Regions from separate parts of the Rattus norvegicus genome. Here region 2 is linked to region 1. Evidence: chromatin contacts called from public Hi-C data. All regions are on one chromosome and are shown on one strand. The core of a region is the stretch at or near the end of the contact, and the rest is flanking DNA. Distances in the headings are between cores, read along the strand shown.

What was found. Hi-C and Micro-C count contacts between places; a contact is called where the count stands out from the background.
Region 2: a contact with region 1 is called in a Hi-C map of Schwann cells, with 2.5 times the contacts expected there. The contact joins the enhancer-like site here to the promoter of Ints6 in region 1. A contact is called at or near these places in 3 of 12 Hi-C or Micro-C datasets (Schwann cells, hepatocytes and liver).

What each region holds. Positions count from the first base shown.
Region 1 is chr15:41,174,854-41,181,518 of GRCr8, forward strand. It overlaps Ints6 (integrator complex subunit 6), which reads right to left and starts at 3,261. Exons shown (of 18, transcript NM_001271488.1): 1 at 2,926-3,261; 2 at 2,532-2,609; 3 at 1,568-1,717. The coding sequence starts at 3,036. It also overlaps the pseudogene Sec61g-ps5.
Region 2 is chr15:41,233,953-41,240,861 of GRCr8, forward strand. LOC134482069 (zinc finger CCCH domain-containing protein 13-like) reads left to right here. Exons shown (of 3, transcript XM_063274833.1): 3 at 1-163. Among named protein-coding and RNA genes, the nearest start is that of Wdfy2, 22 kb to the right of the region's middle. Within about 2 kb of position 3,344, at least 20 of the 93 cell types and tissues checked have an H3K27ac peak or open chromatin away from gene starts, as enhancers often do. A contact at or near this core is called in Schwann cells, where this site is marked.

The sequences.
Region 1 (6,665 bases), core at 2,011-4,510:
AATGCTAGTTTCATTATGTAAAAGTTCAGGACATAAGCAAAGAGCATCAATACTGCTTCTTGCATCCTAGCAGAGTCACTGAAACAACTACGGAGCATCTTTCGTCCTTGTCGTCTGGCCAGTGAGAACATCATAGTCTCCAGGGTTTTTCTGTTGGTCAAAGCAATAAAGCTCAGAACAGTTCTCCCTTCAGCCTGAAACTTCCTACAAGAGTAAGCACACAAATGCCCTCGAACACTCCATGGTAAACAATTCTCCTACAGGACTTTATGCCATGTTTTAAAAATGTAGGAGGTGTATGTAACCAAATGTCCTTCCCTCATATGAAATATGACACAGAAAAACAGGAAATAGTTCTACAACACAGAACCAGACAACGAAAGAAAGGAACTAAATAACAAGTTTCAAAGGTGTTTGAACTCATCAAGTTTGGATTAAATTTTAAATGTTAAAGACAACAGCACTACATATAACAAAGGAAAAAAATGCTTTTACAGAAACTGACCAACAAGTGGCAAGAATTATAAAATAAAGCAACAAAAAAATGTGTTACTATAGTTACCTAAATGATGGAAATGATTTTCAGATAAGCCTGATTTGTAATGCATACTTTAAATGCTATAAGGACTAAATTCAACTAGTTTTTAAAGATGTTTAAGAATTATTCCCAATTGAGGCATATAGCTTGAAGTCACTGGAAATTTTCCTTAACATGTTCAAAATTCATGAGAACTGTGCATTATGGAACTTGGGAAAAGTGTATAACATATATTCCTAAATATAGCATTATGGTAATAGTGCTTTGCATACTGAAATCCTTGGGTGTGATATTACTCCTTGTGTACACCACTGCATATTCTTTGGTTATCTTGTATTTCTAGGACAGCAATATCATAAAAGTTATCGACATTGTGGTGAATGACTGTTGTGACTTGAAGCTCTTGCCCTATCCTCAACAGATGAAAAAAAGGACTTATGGGGAGCTTCAGGAAAACAGGCAGGCTTTCAGGTTCTCCAGGAAACATCTTCCCACAGTCTTGGAATTTTAAACTTTAGAAATTAAGAATCTGCCATTTATTTTCAGCTTCATAATGAATGTAGTCAACCAGTTACTGCACTCTATGGTAAAACCTTGCCTTTCTGAGTACACCGTCTAGGCTAAACTAAACCCTCGGCTAACAATCATTTTGCCCAACATCTCTATAATACAGAGGCAATACTGGCTGTGACCTATTCAATAGTTACATATGTGCCTACAAGAAATTTCAGACCAGCACACTGAGACAGGACATCTTCCGTTGTGTGTCTTTTATGAACTTTGAGGGACTGAAACCAAATTTGTGTCAACTTTCTAGCCAAGAATTCAGGTTTGAATTCTGAATGCAGATACATTTAAAGGGGGACTGGGGATGTAAGACCATACACCTTAGGTGTTTTGAACTGTGTGCACTGTTTTTCAACCTCGAATGTTTTATACTTGCATTCCAGGTTACATACTTTTGGACTGGTTTGTGGTTTTGTACACATAAATAAAAACAACTCTTTTCTACCTTAGTATTCAACCTACCTGCCCATAGTTGTCTATGCCAGTTACTAATCTATTTAAATTTAACAAATCAAAAGCTGTCCTTAGGGATTGGCCAAGAGTCGTAAGTCCTTCTGCCTGAAGGTTTTTCAGTTCATTCATAAACGTTGCATGGTTTTCTTTCCATCCAGCCTGAAAAGAAAGATGTAAGATTTTTTTTTATCAGTTGAAGCCATGTACACACATGGACACCGATTATAATGTGATGTCCACTAAGCAGGTATTCCATTTTGGGTTTGTATATTTAACTTCATTTTTGCTTGATACAGTTTGGGGAATGTGTTATAACTGTTGTCTCTGGTGAGGAAACTCTTCCAAAGGTGGCCAAGAATCAATCTGCTCGCCCCTACACCTTTTGTTAAGTAACAACCGTCTTAATACTTTAATAACTTCAACTGGGAAATTTGCTAATATAACATCCTCCAAATTGTGTGTAAGGGGTGGGTGTTTCGAAGGTGCTAGTGGAAGGCAGATGGCAGCAGGACTTCTTAAGTTGACCACAGCTGTCCCACCGATCTGTGGCCTTCCTAGTTCCACTCAGTGATGACCAAGTCTCGAAGCCCCCTTCCTGGCTTCCCTGCCAGCTTGGCTGATTCCCTTTTAATGCAAAACCGGGCAAGGCAAGGCTGGGCCCCGCTGTCACTCGGGCTAACTTGAATAAATATCCCCCACAGTTCATTGCTGCCGCTCACGCCGCGGAGGGGAAATGTCGGCCATGTTGATCGTAGCGCCTCCGCCGCCAGGCCGAGCTGGACCCGGAGGGGACGGCGGTGGGCCAGAAACTGCCACCGCGCTGGCGCTCCCGAGCTGGGGAGGGGCGGGAGGCCGCGGGGAAGGGACCTGGAGGCGGGAGCGGCGGTGGGGGAGGGGAGCATAATGAAGAGGGGGCGGGGAGGGCGAGCTAGGAAGGAGCAGGGAAGGGAGGGGGGAGGGCGAGGGCTGTTACCTTGATAGCATAGGGCGGCTCTTCGAAAGTGACCAGCATATACCTGTCTCCTCTGCTGGCAGGGTCCCGGGCACGGAGCTGCGGGCCAGGGTGGGGACAGGCGGGAGAGAGGGAAGCACAGAGGCGAGGTTACCAGTCACAGAAGGGTCGCTGGCCGCCCCCACAGTACCGCACACGCAGGGCCGTCCCTCCGCCGCCCCCCGCACCCACAGCAGCCCCACATGGGCCAGGCCCAGCAGAGCCCGCTCCCAGCGCCCGCCCGCCCGCCCGCCCGCCAGCGCGGTGGGGGAGGGGTCCCCGCGCCCGCGGAGCCCGCAGTAAACCCGCTGCCCCCCGCCCTGCCCCCCGCGGGCCACCGGGTCGGGGTCGCCACCCGGGCTCGGTCAGTCGGTACCTTCATGAAGGTCTCTACCGCGCCTTTGGCCGTGTCCAGGTAGGTGGTGCCCAGATGGCTGCGCTGGTTCATAGAGGCAGACGTGTCTATCAGGAACAGTAAGATGGGCATAGTGCTGGCCGGGGACACCGGGGCCCGAGGTGGTGAAGAGATGGCAGAGGTGGAGGCACCAGCGGCGGCGGCAACCGCCGATATGCGGGGCGGGGAACGCGGCCCCCGGGAGGAAAACACCGGCTATGGGGAGTTTCTCCCCCGATAGTTGAGAGGAAACTCCCCAGCCCAGGTCCACCCGGCCGTACCCCCGCCTCCGGCCTGCCTGCCCGCTGGGGCGGCCGCGCGGCCGTCTGTCCGTCCGTCCCCCCCGGCCTGGGGGTCCCGTCCCCACTCCCGGCCCCTGTGTGTGTCCCCGCGGGAGACGGGCCCAGTTCCCCACCCCACCCCCAGTGCAGGGAGTGGGGACCAGGGATCTGGCGAACAGGGGAGTGGGCTGAGGGGAGATTGGCCCTGGGGCTGTTGAGAGAAGTTTGAGAGACTCCCTCCGCACCCCAGCGGTGTCACCACTTTCTCAGCCCCTCTCGCTACTGAAGCGCTTTTCTCTCTCACACTCCGGTTTTAACTCGGGCAGGGGCTACGTAGGCTCCGCCCCTGACACGTACTCGAGTCATGTGATCCAGAGACCCTCTGCCCTATTGGCTGGTCCTTACAGCCTCATTAGCATATTCAAACAGCTCAGGGGCGGGGGAAGCCTGCAGGCCGACTGAGAGGACAGTTATTGAGCACGCGCAGAGGCGGGGCAGCGGGTGCACGCTGGAACCAGCGCAAGGGGAGGCGGACGGCCCGAGGCCCGCAGCCGGGAGGCGGGCTCCGGGAAGGGGCGGGGACAGGCCGCGGAAGCACCGCGGGTTGGGCCGGGGACTGCGTCAGCGCGCGTAGGGCGGCAGCGGGCTGTAGGCGTGTGTGTCAGGGCGTCCGGCCTTTTGGCTGTGCACCGTGACAGGGTCGGGAGAAGGGAAGTGGAAGCCGCCCCCAACCTGTGGGTGAGGGCTCTGTGTCGTGATTAAGAGTGCAGGGCCGAGAAGGGTGAACTGACGAAGGATACGGGACCGCGCAGGCCCACGCGGCGGCAGCAGGCCGGGCCTTGGGGCGGCCCAGGGGGAGGGGAAGTGAGAGGTTGTTTATGACCTGGTATTAATCCCGGCCAGTCATTCGGCTCCGGCTCTAGCTGGTCAGAGGATCCACCGAAGAGGAAGCCAGCCCTGCAAACACGAAGCGGAACTCAAATGTAGACTAGTAAAGCAACTGTCCTCTCCAACCTAGTTCCGTCTTCAAATTGTTAAGGCACTAACTAGACTATATTAAGAAATAAAAGGGGCTTTCCAAACCCCAATCCACTGCCCTCGTTTTAAAAGTGAAAAGGGATGACCACGTTTCGCAGGTGACCCAGAGAATGGATAGGTTCCTGGGAAACCCGCCTCTCAGTCTTTGCCAGTATTGTGTCGGAAAACATTCTCAGCCCGTCACGTTACCTAAAGTCTTCAATCTGCACCTGCAAGTCTGGAGATTTGTTCTCATATGAAGTTGGGGAACTGCAAGACCCGCTGCCTAAAATATGAATTGAATTTGGAACATTGAGACCTTTTTAAGACTAGGTATTTGAAGGGCCTCTCCCGTTGGCTCTGCATTTCCGGATTTTCTCTACGCTGAAATTCTGTCCTGCTAGGCATCTGAAGTGACATGCTTGTGGCACGTTTTAAAAATCAGGCTTTGTTGTTTGGGCTTTTCCTAATATTTCAAAAACAAAAAAGCCTCCGAATATTTTTTAACTTACTAACAATCAATAGTAGCATAGTGTTCTATGGGAATGAACCATAGTAGAGGCATGAGTTTATTAGAGAGTAAGATCACAACTGATTAAATAACCAGTATATGTTGCATGCTAGTTATGAGGTGTGGTCCCTATCTTCAAAAAAAGTTTGCAGTATTCTAAGAAAATATAAAAACGTTGAAAATCAGAAAATGATTACTGTAATTCAAGAAGAAAAAAAAATCTCTTAAATTGGAGCTAATAGGAATAGTTTCCAAGGTTTATGTTTACTGCTTAAGACTCCAGATCTCAAGATCTCCTAATCAGAGTTCAGTGACAATACAAAAGTTGTTTTCACAGCTCTGACGTCTTTCTTTTCCATGTTAGTCCATAATTTTTAGAAAATTAGTCTCATTTTTTTTTCACCAGGGCCTCTCAGGTGTGTGTGAAAGCTGCCTGTCTGAAAACCGGCCATAATAATGTCTACTTCCTGTGTATTATGGAATAGTATGAGTCTAGTATGAGCTAAAGAAGTAGCAGCTGCTAGTGAAAAAAGGGAAGAAAAAAATCGGGGCCCTAAAAATATGAAGAAAGAACAGCTTTGCTCATAGTCACAGCTAGACCGAGGCACCAGCCAGCAAGGTCATTAGGCCCAGATAGCAGATCACCTTTAGTCCTGAGAAAGAAATTTCCCCCTCCATGTTAGATCATTAGATCAGTTCTGACCAAGTGTGTGTGTGTGTGTGTGTGTGTGTGTGTGTGTGTGTGTGTGTGAGAACCAAAACCACGTTTGAAGGGAATGAGTCTGCTGATACACTCTGGTACTCACTGAACCTTTTACAGTTATTTGTCGTCATTTTCCAGTTGGCAGTTCTTCCCTGACTCAGTGGCATTTGCAGGTTGTCAATCTCGGGTTGCTATGGAGGCGTGTGGTGAAGATGCAGGTTAGACGCAAAGATCAGGAGAGCCAAGTCTTGAGAACTAACCTGGAGCAAATAACCAAAACCCATGCTTGCAATGGCGCTGGGGACCAAAGATCAGGTGTTCAGCCAGGAAGCTCAGAAGTTCTAAATGACAGGGCCATCTACCTGAACAGGAAATAGGGTGTGTGTGTGTGTGTGTGTGTGTGTGTGTGTGTGTGTGTGTGTGTGTGTATAAATATATATGGCATGCATATATATATGTATATATATATATATATGGAGGGGGCATCACATACAAAAACAGAAGCCAGGAAATATTAACAATCAGTCCCCAGACAGAAATGGGCCACACTTCTGAAGTGACTGGTTCACTGGGTGATGATTTAAAAGCAGTTCTTAGCCAAGACTTATGCATCAGCATTGCCTATAGAGCTTTAAAACGTAATTCACCAAGTGTCCATACCCAGAGGAAGAAGGTCCAGTGGAGGTAAGATAGTGGAGAGCAAGGTAACTGACAGGGTAAAAGTACTTGCCTCCTAAGGACCTGAGTTTGATCCCTGAAACCCACTTAGAAGGAAAGATCATACTCCACAACATTATCCTCTGACCTCCACATGCTGGATGTTGTACATCACATGCACAATAGTAAAATTAAATTAGAATTGGGTAGGCTCTGGTTTCCATAGTTTAAGTTTTTATTCAGGTGAATCTTATAGTACTGATTAATAACCACATTTAGGGCTGGCAAGACGGCACAGGAGGTAAAGACATTTGCCTCCTAAACCTGGCAACTTCAACTTGATTCTCACAACACTTAATGGCAGAAGAAGAAAACTGACCCAAAGGTTGTCCTCTGACCATCATGTGGCATGCACCCTTCCCATAAACATCATGCGCATACACAATACTACATGTTTAATGTACAAGAATAATACATGCATTTGGCCTCTAGTGTTTTTCCCATGTCCTTGTAATCACTGCATTTGTCTTTTAAAAAGTGGAGAAAATGCTGA
Region 2 (6,909 bases), core at 2,094-4,593, 59 kb after region 1:
GTTGTACTAGCCCTCCAATGCAGCCCATGTCCCTGAAATTCTGAAGAAACCACAAACATTCAGTCATTGCTCCTCTGAATATTAGTCCTATCAACTTAATAAAACTGTCAAAACTCAGTGTATTACACCAGGCAGTTAAATGCACAAGCATTTAATCCCAGCACTCAGGAGGCAGAGGGAAGCTCCAAGTTTGAGGTCATCCTGATCTACGGAGTGAATTCTAGGATAGCCACAGCTACACAGAGAAACCAAAACCAAACCAAACCAACCAACCAACCAACCAACCAAACAAACAAACAAACAAAAAAACCCTTGTGGATCTCCCACCCTCAGTCATCACACTTGGAGAGCAGGGTCTTGGGCAGCAGTAAGTATGGATAACCTAGGAGACTGTGTCAGAGGACATCTTGTTTATTGAGATAGAAGGGTTAGATTATATAGCTTGAATGGGAGTGAGGGCATGACAAAGGAGGTGCTGCAATGGGGGGTTAGGGAGGGGGAACAGGGGCCTTAAAAGCATATCAGCTAGATTGGCAGACTGCTGTCACATGATGTCTGACAACTGGACAATGACAAAGCCTAACCAGCTTATCATTATGTGGTAATGATACCACATGATGAGCAGGCCCATGCCTGATTTGGGTGGAGTCACCCACTTCTGCCAGTGCTATTTGAGAGCTGTCGGGGGCATGGGCAACACTCCACCACCCCTCACCTGGCTTGGGAACCATGAAAACTCAACAAATTAGATCATTTCCTACATCAATTACTAGCTTGCTTTGTAGTAAGGGGTAGAGGTCTCCAGGTATCTATTTTTAAGAAGGAGAAACGCTTCTGAGTTGTCTCTGTGGTGGGTTTTACTTCTCTTCTTTCTGCTCCCTTCTCTGTGCTTATAGATAGAAGAAGTCAGGAAAGTCTACTCCGTCGTCTTATTCCAGGCAGATGGCAAGGTGGCTTGGTGATTAAGAGCACGTACTACCTGTAAACAGGTAACCTTGGTTGTCAACCTGACTGCATCTACAAACAACTAGAACCCAAGTCGGGCGTTCCTGTGAGGGGTTTTCTTGATCAGATTACTTGTGGCAGGAAGACCCACTCTAAAAGAGGTGGCACTTTCCAGTGGCTTCCCAGATAAAAGACATGGGAAATTTTCTTTTTGCTTGTGTGTCCTCACTCTTGCTGGACATTCATCTCTCCTCTTGCTGGGTATGTCTTCCCTGGTGTTGAATCCAACTTCTTCAGGACCCCAGTGTAGGCTGAAGACCAGCTGCTCTCCAGGAGTCCTTTAGGCCTTCAGCTCAAGATCGGAACTGCTGAGACACTGGGACAGCCTCGTGGACTGAAGACCTAGCAGAAGTGTCAGAATCAGACAGTACTTCATTGGTAACCCTCAATTGCGAATTTGAAAACGATGGCAGGGATTCCTTTAGACTAATTTAATAAAGATCATGTAGAAATCACAACCTATTTACTAAATAAATTATACTGAACTAAATATGATGTGCGACTCCCTGCTTAAGGTCTCAAGTCCCCGGCATTGTGGTTAGGTAATCGTCATTACTAAAGCCACAGAAACACTAGCATTAATCTTCCTAATCAGCAAGAGAAATTAAATTCTCCGAGAGTATATTACTAGCTATTGTACTGACAGACACCAGGGCATACTTGATGATGAGGAAGACGGCAATGATGATGGTGATTGACGTGGTTGCTTTGCCCATTTGTAAACTTTGTGTTACTAAGATACTATTTCTGGTAGCTTAGGGTAGCCCTGACATTGGGATCTTCCCATCTCTATCCCAAGATTGTGCCACTACACCCAGATTGCCTTTGTTTTATGGTGACAAGTAAGAGCTGGGCCGTGTCCTGGAGTGGCAAAGACGTGTGGGGAGCGTGGCCTTCGAGTCTTTGCATATGCTGTTCCATTCACATTGAGTACTGCCCACCACTTCTTCATCTGATTTCCTCCCAACACTATTCCTACCCTCAGAAATCTCAACTGAGGTACAGTGGGAACCTTCCACAGACCTCCACAAAGGCCGTAGCTTCAGGGTAAAAGCAGCTAAGAAGTTTAACCAGCAACCCCAAACGGGTCCATTATTATTTTAATAAGTGAGTTTTAAAATATTTAATTTGACCACGTTTATTTATTTGTACATGGGCGATGGGCATATGTGTGCTGTTGCCAAAGGTATTGGATCACCCAGAACCGAAGTTATAGGTGGCTGTCAGTCAAAGATGTGGGTGATGGGGACCAAACTCCATTCCTCTGCCAAAGCAGCATGCTGGTTAGTTGTCGATTCGATGTTAGGGTCATCTGGGAAGACGGAGTATTAATTGAGAAGAGGCTCCATTATATTGAGCTGAAAGCAAGCCTGACAGGGAATTTCTTAATTAATGATTGATGTGGGAGGGCCCAGCCCAAGATGCAGGGTGCTGCCCGAGGCAGGGAGTCCTGGGGAAAAAAAGAAAGCAGACTGAGCAAGCCACCAGGACCAAGCCAATGGAGCGCCCGTCCATGGCCTAGGCATCAGTTCCCACCCGAGCGCTTGCCTTGGCTTCTCTCAGTGATGGAGTATGCCCTAGAAGTTGCAAGCTGACATAAAAACCTTTCTCCCCAAGTTTGTTTTGGGTCACTATGTTTATTGCAGTACCAGGAAGCAAAATCAGGCAAGCAGTGAGCTTTTAACAGCTATAGGGGCTTTTCCAAACTGTGAAGGGTGGGCTGCATTTTCTGTGCTAGGGATTGCAACCCAGGCCTTGTAGGTCTTGGTAAACCAGACCCCTGCACTACACTCTCAGTCCCACAAATGAAGTCTTCAAACAAACAAAGGCACCCCCACTTTTCAAGGTTTCAGGCATCGAGAGGCCAAGTTGGGAGTGGGGAGTGCTTTGGGATCTCGCCCTTGTACTGACTCAGGGAACTGATGTGTCTTAAATCTTGGTTTCTATTTTGAAAAGCAAAACAAACCCCTTAACGCTCCTTTCATAAAAATCTGTATAAAGCTGTGACACTCATCCCCATAAAGTGAAAATCACATGTTTTGAGAAAAAAAAACTTTCCTTTTTTATTCTTTAGGGTAATCTTCCTTTGAAAAACATATTATCTGGTTGGTATGGTTACAACTTCTACTATGTCAGAGAAAGGGAAGTAGTGATGCTCAGTAGACTGCTCAGCTAAAATCTTTCTGGAAAAATAAAATCAGCATTCAATCAAGTTTAGACAAGACAATTTTTTTTTTGGTCGGTTTTGATTGCTGTGAGGCATTTATGCTGGGCTTTCCTGCACGGCTCTAAATTGTTTGCAATCACCTCCTCCCTCCCCAGGGGCTGTGGAGTGAGTCATCACCTTTTTTTCAAGAACACCATTAAATGACGCTGTGGCCTGCAAGTCATCTGCTGTGGGAAGCAGAGACACAGTGGGCGGGCCTTATTTCCACCCAGGCGAAGGCAGAGAGCAAGGCCACACCACTGGAACAAAAGTTAAAATGAGTCTTGTGGGCTGAAGAAGTCATGCCGAAATAGAAAAGGTCAATTTGAACTTGGGTGGAAATTCATCATTAATTTTAATCCAAAAGCAATAAATGTCACCGGTGCGGAGAAGACTGCAAACTTCTTGCTGTAATCTTTGTCTCTTTCAGGTGGCTATGAAGCATATGCCCATGTGAAGCAGTGTTTTCAAACTCCAGCCTGAAGAAAGGAAGGGTGCTTTTGGTTTAGTTTTAATTTCAGGGAAGATCGACATCGAACATAAAAACATCATTTATAATAATGTCCGACACTGGTAATGCACTGTGAGGAAAGTCAAACCTTTACCAGAAGACAACATGAGATGGTGGATGGAGAAGAACCTAGCACTTCCTTGAATTCCTTCCACAGTGCTGTCACTCTGTCCCTCAGCTGGGGCCAGGGATGCAGCAGTGACCAAAACAATGTTCAGCATTACTCTATGGAAAGTGTACTGCATATGACAGGACAAGCACACACACACACACACACACACACACACACACACACACACAGCAAGAACAACAATAGGTAAAGCAAAATGAAAAAGAGACACAATAAAACAAACTTAAACTGGAGAAAAAGAAAAAGAAAGCTGGTACTTGGGTGAGGCCAGGAAGCTCTGACTGGGGAGGAGAAGAGAACTCTAGGCCGAGGACAAGGACAAGGACCCGGCTTGCCTCAACGACAGCTCGGAGCCAGACCTGCTCTGAAATCAGCTCACATAAAGCACACTGATGGGTGACAGATACCATAATCGTTAAGAGCACAGTGACGCTCTTGGCTTTTACTTCTGATGAGGTATGTGGGCTAAATTTATGTCCACTTGATGCACGCTAGAGTTACCTGAGAAATGCTTCAACTGAGGAAATGCCTCCATCAGACTGGCCTGTGGGCACGTCTGTGGGCACTTTGTTGATTAATGACTGATGTCTAGCCCACTGTGGGCAATGCCTGTGCTGTAAATAAATAGGTTGAAGAAAGGCAAGGATAGAATCAGACAGACACTAGGCAACCCAGAGACACTCACATGCTAGAAACTGAATTTTAACATTAAGCACCCTCTGTTTACCCCCCAGCTTTTCCACCTTTTAAAAACTTTACGTAATTTTTTTATTCTTTCTTTATATGAAGTTGTATAATATTTATATTTAAAAACAACACAACTGCAGTTTTTAACATGTTGGGGGGTGGGAGATGGATCAGCAGGTAAGAAAGAACACTGCAACCACGAGGATCTGGGTTTAAATTCCTGGGTCCCTTGTAGAAAGTCACCTGAGCTACCTGTGACTGTAACACCAGAGCCTGATGTGGACAGCAAGGGGGACCACAGGGGAAGCTTAGGGGACAGACACAGGAGGGTGGTTTCTTCAACACTGCCCAGACACTGAGACCAGCGTCTGTTGTTGCGGTCTCTAGCATTGTCACAGGGACGTGACATGTCGAGGGATGAAAACACCCCCTAATACAATGAAGCAATGGTAGAGTTTGATTTCCTTAAACAAGCTCTGTTCCCCCCAGATTGCTCCATCTGCTTCCACTGCCCCAGGCTTTAGCAACGACTCATCCCTGCCCCTCTAGCACTGGCTCCGGGTAAGGTCCAGTCACCTGCATTGCTCACTGAAGCTCATGTGACTGCTCCAAGTTCTTTACAGCGTGGTTCACCTTTACTTAGGGAAAGGCTTTCAAGTTGTTTTCATGCCAGGATTTTGATTTCTTTAGTTTTTCATCTAACTGAAGAAGCTAAACATTTGTCACTATGCTCCTGGCCTGCTATCTCAGGGACATCAGGGGCCAATCTCATTTGCCATCTCTAGCAGGGACAATGAGGTAGCGGGCATTTGCATTTTATGCAGTTATATAGTGTACTTTAGGTGGATCTATTGCTATGACTTGGTAAATTGGAGTTCAGATTAGTATCTGGCTCTCCTGGGGAAGTAGAAGGAAGTTAAAATTTGACTAGCTGACTAGACGCGTGTCTCGGTTCCTCCCTTCTAACTTCTGGGGTCTCAGCTTGTCACTGAGCCATTTGACATCACCGTATCACGTAAACGTCGGGAACTCTTTGTGCAAATATTTTCTTAAAATTTATTTTATTTTATTTTATTTTTCTTTTTTTCGGAGCTGGGGACCGAACCCAGGGCCTTGCGCTTGCTAGGCAAGCACTCTACCACTGAGCTAAGTCCCCAACCCCAAAATTTATTTTATTTAATGTATGTGACTGAGTACACTGTTACTGTCTTCAGACACACCAGAAGAGGGCACCGGATCCCATTACAGATGGTTGTGAGCCACCATGTGGTTGCTGGGAATTGAACTCAGGACCTCTGGGAGAGCAGTCTGTGCTCTTAACCACTGAGCCATGTCTCCAGCCCATAAATATTTATTTTTAAAAATAATTTTAAATTGTGTATATGTGTGTGCATGTGCATAAGCAAACGAGGTAGGATCCCCTGGAGCTGAAATTACAGAAGGTTGTATGCCAACATGCGTGGGAACTCAGAACCACACTCTGGTGCTCACTCTTACCTACTGAGCCATCTCTCCAGATACTCCTCCTCCTCCTTTTTTTTTTTTTTAATCTCTATTCTCTAATAGAATATAGATGTTCTATGGAAAAGAACCTAGTGGCTAGGTGCCTCAAGGAAGAAAGTTTATCCCTCTGTGTACCACTCTCTACCTTTGGAACCTGACAAAGTATTTGTGAACTACATTTTAAGTTATATGCTTTTAAAAATAAATGACTTCAAAGCAAGAAATTAGTTCCTCCCTTATGTAGGATCAAAAGCACTATATCATTTATGAAGAAGTATTTTTAAAAGAATTAAGACTGGAGAGATGGCTCAGTGGTTAAGAGCACTGACTGCTCTCCCAAAGGTCCTGAGTTCAATTCCCAGCAACCACATGGTGGCTCACAACCATCTGTAATGGGATCCAATGCCCTCTTCTGGTGTGTCTGAAGACAGCGACAGTGTACTCATATACATTAAATAAATAAATAAATCTTTAAAGCAAAACCAAACCAAAACAAACAACAACAACAAAAATGACAGTGCTTCAAATAATATAAAATATCTTGCGGTAACTCTAACCAAGCAAGTGAAAGAACTGTACAGTAAAAAGCCTTAAGATAATTAAAAAAGAAATTGAAGAAGATGACAGACAATGGAAAGATCTCCCATGCTCATGAATCAGTAGGATTGATATAGATAGTAAAAATGGCCATCCTGCCAAAAACAATCTACAGTTTCAATGCAATTTCCCTCAAAACTCCAATTTCTACAGATAGCTCTTTGTCTCCTTGTTTTGTTCTTAGAATTCGCAGCTTGATTTCAAGCAAATGTACAGGCAATCACATTTTTATATTCAAACATGTAAATACATATCTTTGTAACATTGAAA